Linked DNA regions of Mus musculus: regions 2 and 3 are each linked to region 1. Evidence: chromatin contacts called from public HiChIP or PLAC-seq and promoter capture Hi-C data. All regions are on one chromosome and are shown on one strand. Each heading gives the region's core, a stretch centred on a gene start, on an enhancer-like site or on the middle of the called end of the contact. The rest is flanking DNA. Distances are from core to core; before and after follow the strand shown. Region 1 has its middle 36 kb from the start of Gm33959. Region 2 holds the start of Calcr (calcitonin receptor). Region 3 holds the start of Pdk4 (pyruvate dehydrogenase kinase, isoenzyme 4).

Region 1 (2,804 bases), core at 151-2,650:
TTTGTGCCGACAAGAGTCATGGCACCTCCCAAAGCTAGCAGCTGCCTGGGCTTCCTGTGGTGTTTCTGTGATGTGCACCCCTTGCCTTCAGATGTGTGATGTTCTGGACAGTGGGGTTGGCCCGCTGTGGTATAGGATGCTCTGGACAAGCCATTCTGGCCTTCAGCTGGAAGCTGCTCTGGACCAAGCAGTGGAGAGAAAGCTAGAGTCACACTCCTTTATGCCAAGACTGTCTTACAGGCTCTGTGAGCAAAACACTTTTGAAAAACCAAAGATTTGCCCCTTACCAACATGTAGGGTGTGAAATAAAATGTGTTAGAAATATAATCACTTTTAAGCTTTTAGCTCTTTACTGGTAGTTTCTTTCCAAAAAATTTGAACTCGTTAATGCTTACTGTAATTGTATATGAAGACACCTTTTGCCTAAATTCTTGTCAGAACTTTTTTATTTATTTATTTTTTACAAAGAAGTATAGCCATGGGATCTTTGTTCTCTGGGCTTTCTGACCTTTAATCTCTTCCCTTCCTTTCTCCCCTTACTAACTCTTCCTCCTTTCATTTCTCTGTCTTTTCCTGTATCCTTCTCTTCTTGTCTCTCTGTTTTCTTTTCATCTTAATTTTTTTGAGACGATGTCCTTAGTTTAGCCATGGCTGACCTTGAACTTGCTACCCTCCTGCCTCTGTGTACGAGGTGCTGGAAGTACAAGCTTTCTCCGATATCCCGGCTTATTCTCTGACTTTACTAAAGTAGTTGTACCTTTCTTCTTTTGTATTTCAGCATTCTGCTTCCCTATGGTGTGTCGTGTTCTTTGGATCTGCCTCACTGCCAAACTTTTTAAAAATGTCCATCTAAGACCTGTTTGTATTTTAAGATTTAATGAGAAGACAGAATTTTCGCATTTGTGGAGACAAATATGTATTTTTTTTTTCAGAAGAGACAGGAAATGGGAAGATTGGGAGAAGGGCACATGAGTGTTCACATTGAACATCTGAATTCGGGGCTGTTTCTATTTTACCTAGAACACAGAGGCTTTGGTACTCGAGCTGGTACTTGTGCTGTTGCTTCCACAGCTTCATCTCCTTAAAGATTGCCTTACTATGCCCTCCGTTGTCCAGGTAGCCATGTTTAGTAATCTGTGGATGTTTAGGAAGGGCTGTCTAACTCAAAAGATACCAATCTAGAGGTTGCTGGGGCTGTGTGAGCGAGACTGAATCCTTTTCACAGAATTAGAAGAGGGATAAAATTTTATAATAGCCAAATTTGAAGAACAAATACACAGGAGGAAGACAAACCAGATAAAAGGTGGAGCTTGTGGAAGAGAGGGCTGAAAAGTCACAAGTTCCTGCTAGGGAGCTCCCTGGAGCTACATTATGGCCTGAACAAAGGAATTGATCACAGCAGGATGTCCTGAGCTCATTTCCCTATGCATGCTCCCTGGCTTGAACTTCTCCAAGTGGGTCTCTGGTATCTACCAGTCAATAAAACAGATGGAACAAACAAAAGTTGGCTATGGATTTGAATATCAGCTACTGTAACTGTATGAACATGGCACTGTACGGTCGTTTTCATGGCTACTGCTCTCAAATAACAATAGCTCAACATAAAATTATCAAGCTCGCTAATGTCTGCAGTGGTTGTTAGGCAGAGAAGAGAACTCAAGCAATCTCCAGAAGCAAATGGTTGCGTCACACTTTTCTACATGGCATGGTGACTGCAGATTGTTAGATCGATGGTGACCAGGGAGTTGCTAGGCAACTTGAAAGACAGGAATACAGAGTAAAAGAGGCTTCATTCTGAGATGAATTATTTGCAATGTTTGTAACAAACCGTGAAGGGCCTGAACATTTTCTAGATTTCTGACGCTAAGATATTGGCCTGCCACCGTTTAATAAATGCTGACATAGACATGTGACTCCTGGGGTCACATAGATGAAAGACTTTATTTCAAGAAGGCAAGGAATGTGAGCTTTATGCTTGCTTTAGGGTTCTTTGCCCCTCACGTCCCACAGGGACCATGGTTGAGTAACCCAAGTGGACGTGTCACAGTTGAGTAATACCTCATCTGGAAGCTAAGTCTTTTACAATGTGCTGTGAGCCAACCTGTGTGATGTGTCCTGGAGAGAGACATTATCTTTGACATACTGGACAGGCACTTGCTCTTTGCTCTGGAGACAAACACTATCTCTGTCTTTCAAGGCTGTTTGCTATCATTATATAAACATCTTTGAGCAGATAGTGAGGGACAAATGCCGTCAGTGCCTCCCTGGCTCTCAGTAAATGAACAAATGACAAACATCCATTATTCCCCCAAATGCTCTTTTCCCAGGTGCTTTATCTTTGCAACCATCTCAAAGGTCGGTTCTTGTTTCTGCTTGCTTGGATACTCTCTTGTAGTCTATATTCTGACTATTTTAAGATACTTTTGTTTTGTTCAACATCAAGAAATTTTTCTCACTTAAGCACAAAGGGACGCTGGTGAGAAGATTCCAAATGATTATTTGAGTTTAAGAAACACCACCAAGCCTAGTGCTGCCCAGGGACGCTTGGTGTGGGGCTGATAGTCATCGTTGATTATCTCCTTTGGTTTGCCTTCTCATCAACAGCTCCACTGTTCTCTCCTCCCAGGCTTAAATTCTCACAAGGGAGAAGCCGAGCACATCAACTTAGCTAGACTTTCCCCCTTGATTTACCCTTATATCTAGAAGGGGTTGGTCACCAACACACAACCCTAGTAAATTTTCTGTTGGAGGGCTGGTTTCGTGGGAGCTTGGCCACCTTCCCAATTGCTCTCTATTATATCTGG
Region 2 (2,853 bases), core at 266-2,765, 790 kb after region 1:
GCCCTCTTGGTCACCCGGTTGAAGGTGAGAGGGAAAGGCAGAGAGCAAATGGAGTAGGGGGCCTATTAAGACCTATTAAGACCTATTAAGACCCCCATGGAAATCGTACAGCTGACTTGTCTTCCACTGGGGCAATAAAAGCCCCAAACTAAACAGATTAGGGGCCCCTATAGTCTCTCTGCATGGAAGAGTCGAGTAGGGGTTCAAATTAGGACAGAAGCACATACACCTTTGCCTGAAGTCACTGACTTCAGGGGCAAGGGATCCAAGGATGGATGAACAAGGAGAACTGCAGCCCCTTTCACAAGACACCTGAATCTGTCACCCAGAACTACCCAAACTCAACCTCTGAGTGCCTAGGAAAGTATTTTGTCTTGCTCTCTGACGCTTCCCCATTCTATTATTACTACTTTTTTTTTCTGGTGTGTTAGTCACCTCGAGGGCTACAGCCACTTTGCATTCCCGGGATACACAGGTAACTGCTTTTCCTGGCTTTTGCTTGAACAGTCAGGAAAAGAAGTGCCCGCTGATGCCTGGCTGCACCCAGCTCCGGATAGGAGGTGGAGGATAGCCCGTCCTTGGAAGCAACTTGCTTTCCTCCCAGGGTGCGCCTGCCAGCCCAGACTGCGCCCGCCTGGAATCAGATTGTCCCGGGCTCCTGCTGGCTTTCAGTGGAGAAGGGGAATTGTCCTCAACACCAAGTCAGGTAGGTACCTCAGACTACTCTTTTCTAGCTGTGCTCACTTCGGTCATTCACCCTAAGATAATAAACCAGCAACAACCTCTTTTGTGGAGGGCAATGTCCCCCCAAATCCAACCTGCACCTTAGGTTGCACCTGCCCAAATCCAAAGGGGTCCAGGGCTTGCTGGACCCTCTGGTTTTTCTTACCCTCTGCCTCCGGGGTCCTTACTCAGCACTCCAGGTCTTGGTCAGCTGTTTTCTCACGCTCCCACCCTAATTTTACTGCCGCGCCCCACTACAGATTCCACTCTCCATCGGGTCCCTGGTGCGGTCACCTGAGTGACCACGTTTGGAGCCAGGGACCACTCTCTTTGGGGTAGGGTTCTTTGGGAAACTCACCTCCCTACGGAATTTTCATCCTCCAGGGAAGGGGTTGGACTCTCAGAAAGCTGCCTCCAGGGACGGGTTACGATCACTGAGCCCAATCTGTCGACCACCCAACTCCCTCCCTACTCAAGGTCTAACTGGGGACCCTCTCCCGCTTCCTGGAGCTCCGAGCGCTGGGGTGTGGGGACTCTTGGGGTGTGGAGCAGCGGCAGCGAGTGCAGACCCTCTCCCGCTGGGGCTTGGGGTCCGGAGGAGCACGGAGCGGCTGCTAGCCCCTCCCTCCGAGGGCTGAAGGGGCTGACGCGCAGGGAGGGTCCGGGCGGGGCCGGCTCTGAGATCGTCCGCTCCCCCCACCACCCCCCTTGGCCGCAGCGCGTAGGGAGGAGGGAGCGGGTGACGCGCGCACCGAAAAGGACTTAAGTCGGAGAAGTTTGCGCACAGCTTCATCTCGGAGCGAGCAGCGGCAGGCACTGCTAAGGTGAGGCTCCCGCGCTTTGGGGAGCAGAGCAACCGGGAAAAGGACCTTGCCTGGAGCCTATTTTGCTTTGCAGTCTTGGGCTTTAAACCTACCCCATAAAGGAGGCTTAAAGGTCTGGAAATTGGAAGGTGGACAAGAAGGAGTGCTTAGGACTAATTCAGTTTGCTCTCACTTTAAACTAGGAGAGCCAGCCGCCCAAGACTCTGGGCGGACTGCACCTGGCTGGCTTGCAGACAACTCTTGGTTGGAGAGGTGCTTACTTCTGCGCCTCACCCTGCCGTTGGCATCCCCTGCCTGCAGATGCCCAGTGAAGTCTGCGTTCCTGAGAACACCTGAGCTGTGCCCAGACATCCAGCAAGAGAATTCCTGGTAAGAAGAAGGGGTTTTTTCCCCCTTTCTTTTTTCTTTTTTGGAGGGAATGATTGGAATTAAAGATGTGGAGTGTCCCAGGAAAGATGATAGTGAGAATGATACTTTGTGGATTTTTTTTTATATTGCAAAATTGTAGTTTGACTGGTTGATACATTGTGGATTTTTTTAATTGCAAAATTGTGACTTGACTGGTTGATACTTTGTGAATTTTTTATTGCAAAATTGTAGTTTGACTGGCTGATACTTTGTGGATTTTTTTTATTGCAAAATTGTAGTTTGACTGGTTGATACATTGTGGGTTTTTTTAATTGCAAAATTGTAATTTGACTGGTTGATACTTTGTGAATTTTTTATTGCAAAATTGTAGTTTGACTGGCTGATACTTTGTGGATTTTTTTTATTGCAAAATTGTAGTTTGACTGTGATGTTTAGAGGTGTTCTTGTAGGGTCGGCTTAGTCTCGGTTGCTTCATTTTACCATGGCTTAAGAAAAAAAAGTGTCATTGGAAGATGTGATAGTTTATACCTTTGTGTTGTGGAGCTCTCTGGTTCTGTGGGTGTTTTATGATATTACTCATATGAATTTTCTCTCAAAAGTTTTAGCCTCCTGTACTGCTGAGTATAGCAATTTCTAGGCTTAAGGTCGTGGCTTTTCCTAATAGATGTTTAATAGGTATCAATTAAAGAATGTGGGCATCTAGGCAGCGTTGTGCTGGGTCTTGGAATACAGTGGTGAATGCTGTTGCTTGTTTGGTCATGTTCTACACAGAATTTCCAACAATCATTTATGCATAGCAACCATTCTTCACACCTATTAAGAAAAATCTGTTGTTTACATAGTTTCCTAATAAGCCTCCTTTGTTTTACTGCTCTTTCTAAGACAGGGTGGATAAAGTAAATTAGGGGTCAATTAATTAATTAATTAAGAGGTCAAG
Region 3 (2,710 bases), core at 152-2,651, 950 kb before region 1:
GGACACAACATTAGGCAGACCCCCAGTATTGGTGGTAGGTTTAAGAGGAGGAACTTTGATGCTAGACCTGTGCCTGCACAAGTCCACTAAACAGCAGAGCACTGGAATCTGGGGCAGAGTTTGAACTAGAGGCAGAAATCAGACATCAGTCCTGTGACTGGGTGAGCTCTCATGGGGGAAAATGCAAAGAGTGCACCCACCGTCATCTATGACTTTCATAACACCCCAGTCTCCTCATATGCAAGGGTCGAAGGCTAAGGGTGCCTTGGATAACAAACTGCCCTTGCAGTTTATTACTATTAGTAGTTCCCATTACATTGCATTTGCAACCAAGTCGTTACAGCGTCCCTAAACACTGGCTTCATTCTACAGTCCATTTAGAGTGAACGGGAGGACGAGAGAGGTTAGGATGAGAGTGTTATGACCCGCTAGCATGTTTCAACAGCAGTCATTAGGGAGGTCAATATTGGGCAGTAACAAAGTAGGGTAGGATGCACTGAGCCTCTGGGAAATGAAAGAGCCCAAATAACTAAAATATGCTACTGGTGCCTGCTAGTGACAAAGGCTGCTTTTTGGAAGGAGGGCAGCCGCAATGAAGAAAGAGCTTTTGGAGCAGACTGGGGAGTGGAGGGCGGTCAAGAGCAAACTAGAAGGCCTTAGAGAAAGAGGGGAATGACAGGGAAGGGGGACTACAGGGCCAGCCAAACCCTCAGCAAATCGCTCTTTAGTTTGCATTTAATTAACAGGTAGAAAGTGTTACAGGAGAGAAGTGAACTGGGATTTTCCACCACATTAATAATAAGCCTATTTAGGCAGTTTCTAAACTTGAGCTGTTCGCTAAGAAGAAAGTGGATAAAACTGTAGGGTGGTCCTTGCTTTCGAGGTCCAATGGCAAAGAAGCCCATACTTTAGTAAGCAGATGATTGGCTACTGTAAAAGTCCCGCTCTGAGCGAACACCAATGCACGCTCCGCGGTGAGATTCTTGGAAACAGTTTCTGGCTAGGAATGCGTGACATTGAGATGGCTCTGGAGTTGTAAACAAGGACAAGTCTGGGCGGGCCTGAAGTCCTAGCGACCTGGGATCTATCCCAAGGGGGCCCACGTCATCCCGGATGCCTGCTGTGGCTGCTCCCCCTATCCCACCCCAACCCTCCTCCCTCTCACCCTTTGCCCCTTGCAGGCCATGGAAACCGTGTCGGGATCACTGTGCCAGGCCTTTCTAGTGACCGCGGCCAAAGGGAGGAGCCCAAAGTTCTTTCTCTGAGCTGATTGGTGTGGCCCCAAGTTCAGAGTCCCAGAGCCTCCTCCTGGCTGGAGTTGTGGAGAGGGCGTGGAGGTAGATAAAAGGCAAGACATCGGGTGGTGGGAAGACCCAAGTGTCAACCCTTCACCCAGGCTCGAGCACCCGGGACCCTGGGACCACAACGCACTTGCTCCCTCTCGACCGCGCTCCTGACCCGCAGCCCTCGCCAACCCTACGGATCCTAACCACCGCCAGCCTAGGTGGGCGTCAGGATGAAGGCAGCCCGCTTCGTGATGCGCAGCGCCAGCTCGCTGAGCAGCGCCAGCCTGGTCCCCAGGGAGGTCGAGCTGTTCTCCCGCTACAGCCCGTCCCCGCTGTCCATGAAGCAGCTGCTGGACTTTGGTGAGAGGCGGGCGACGCAGGGCCCAGGAGGGTGGCGCTGAGGCTGGGGAGGCCCCAGGATGGGAAGGGCTGAGTTCAGGGCTAGGACGACTGAGGTCTCTTTGACCGAAGAACTCGGGATTCTCAAAAGGCTGTGCACCTGTTTTCCTAGTTTGGTTACTTTCTGACAGTTTGTACCAGAAAGGCTAAGTCACTTGTAACCATACTGATGCTCAACTTCGAATCTACTTTTCTCTTCTCACTGTCTAGATCATTTGAGTGTGTATATATATATATATATATATATATATATATATATATATATATATATATATATATCCTTTCAGCCACCATTTTAATAATGGACTAGAAGCTAAACTAACTCCTTTCTTCCCAATTTCCTAATAACACAAACTTACCTTAGATTGATAGATACAGATTTAAACTCATACTCCCCGCCTCCACACACACCCCGCTGATCTCTTGGCATGCCTAGCAGGCATCTTTACTATTTCTCCTTTATTGTTTTACAAGTATTTACATTACTACTACTACTACAAAAAAAAAAAAAAAAAGACAGTTACTCCTTTTCTTCCGCGGTGGCATATGGAACATTTCAAGATGTCAATGTGGTATTGTTTGTTGCTAGTCTGGAAAGGCCTCTGTCTCCTTCTACCCAGACCCTTTCAGGTTCATACTCATTAAGGGTGTGTTATTGAGTTTGTGGTACAGGCCCTGGACTCACGCATAGAAATAACTGGAGAGTGGTCTGATTTCTCCACCGTGGGCTTATTTTTTTCTTTTCATAAAGAAAATAAACAGTATTTCACCTATATTGGTCACTCTTAAAAAGTGAAAAGGGGGTGAAATTGGACAGAAAGAAAAAGGCACTAAAGATCTAGCTTTAAAGTGTCTATAAGCACTAAGCTAACTGTAGTTAAGATATTATTTTACAACATCCTTTGTATTTGCTATTTAGTCTCAAATTTTCCCCCAAACTGAACACGCTTCACCCACTACAGGTTCAGAAAATGCCTGTGAAAGAACGTCCTTTGCTTTTCTGCGGCAAGAGCTGCCCGTCCGCC

Evidence for each region. Promoter capture Hi-C pulls out the DNA fragments that hold promoters and counts their contacts. HiChIP or PLAC-seq counts read pairs in DNA pulled down with a chosen protein or histone mark.
Region 2: a promoter capture Hi-C map of embryonic stem cells shows a contact between it and region 1, with 4 times the contacts expected there. The contact joins the promoter of Calcr here to the enhancer-like site in region 1. A contact is called at or near these places in 5 of 39 promoter capture datasets (the C10 cell line, embryonic stem cells, hippocampal neurons and 2 more), 1 of 15 datasets of contacts at CTCF or cohesin (the NIH/3T3 cell line), 1 of 484 Hi-C or Micro-C datasets (cranial neural crest) and 1 of 9 other capture datasets (embryonic stem cells).
Region 3: a contact with region 1 is called in an H3K27ac HiChIP or PLAC-seq map of embryonic stem cells, with 4 times the contacts expected there. The contact joins the promoter of Pdk4 here to the enhancer-like site in region 1. A contact is called at or near these places in 10 of 39 promoter capture datasets (the 3T3-L1 cell line, 3T3-L1-derived adipocytes, the C10 cell line and 5 more), 1 of 15 datasets of contacts at CTCF or cohesin (the NIH/3T3 cell line), 5 of 115 datasets of contacts at active chromatin or transcription factors (the NIH/3T3 cell line, astrocytes, embryonic stem cells and 1 more) and 2 of 9 other capture datasets (embryonic stem cells and embryonic tail).

The regions. Positions count from the first base shown.
Region 1 is chr6:4,549,302-4,552,105 of GRCm38.p6, reverse strand. No RefSeq gene overlaps it. Among named protein-coding and RNA genes, the nearest start is that of Gm33959, 36 kb to the left of the region's middle. Within about 2 kb of position 1,400, at least 24 of the 459 cell types and tissues checked have an H3K27ac peak or open chromatin away from gene starts, as enhancers often do. A contact at or near this core is called in embryonic stem cells and embryonic tail, where this site is marked.
Region 2 is chr6:3,762,285-3,765,137 of GRCm38.p6, reverse strand. Calcr (calcitonin receptor) reads left to right here and starts at 1,515. Exons shown (of 16, transcript NM_001377018.1): 1 at 1,515-1,547; 2 at 1,730-1,916. Gm33576 (a long non-coding RNA gene) reads right to left here and starts at 1,339. Exons shown (of 4, transcript XR_377297.1): 1 at 1,082-1,339.
Region 3 is chr6:5,494,969-5,497,678 of GRCm38.p6, reverse strand. It overlaps Pdk4 (pyruvate dehydrogenase kinase, isoenzyme 4), which reads left to right and starts at 1,401. Exons shown (of 11, transcript NM_013743.2): 1 at 1,401-1,646; 2 at 2,648-2,710. The coding sequence starts at 1,517.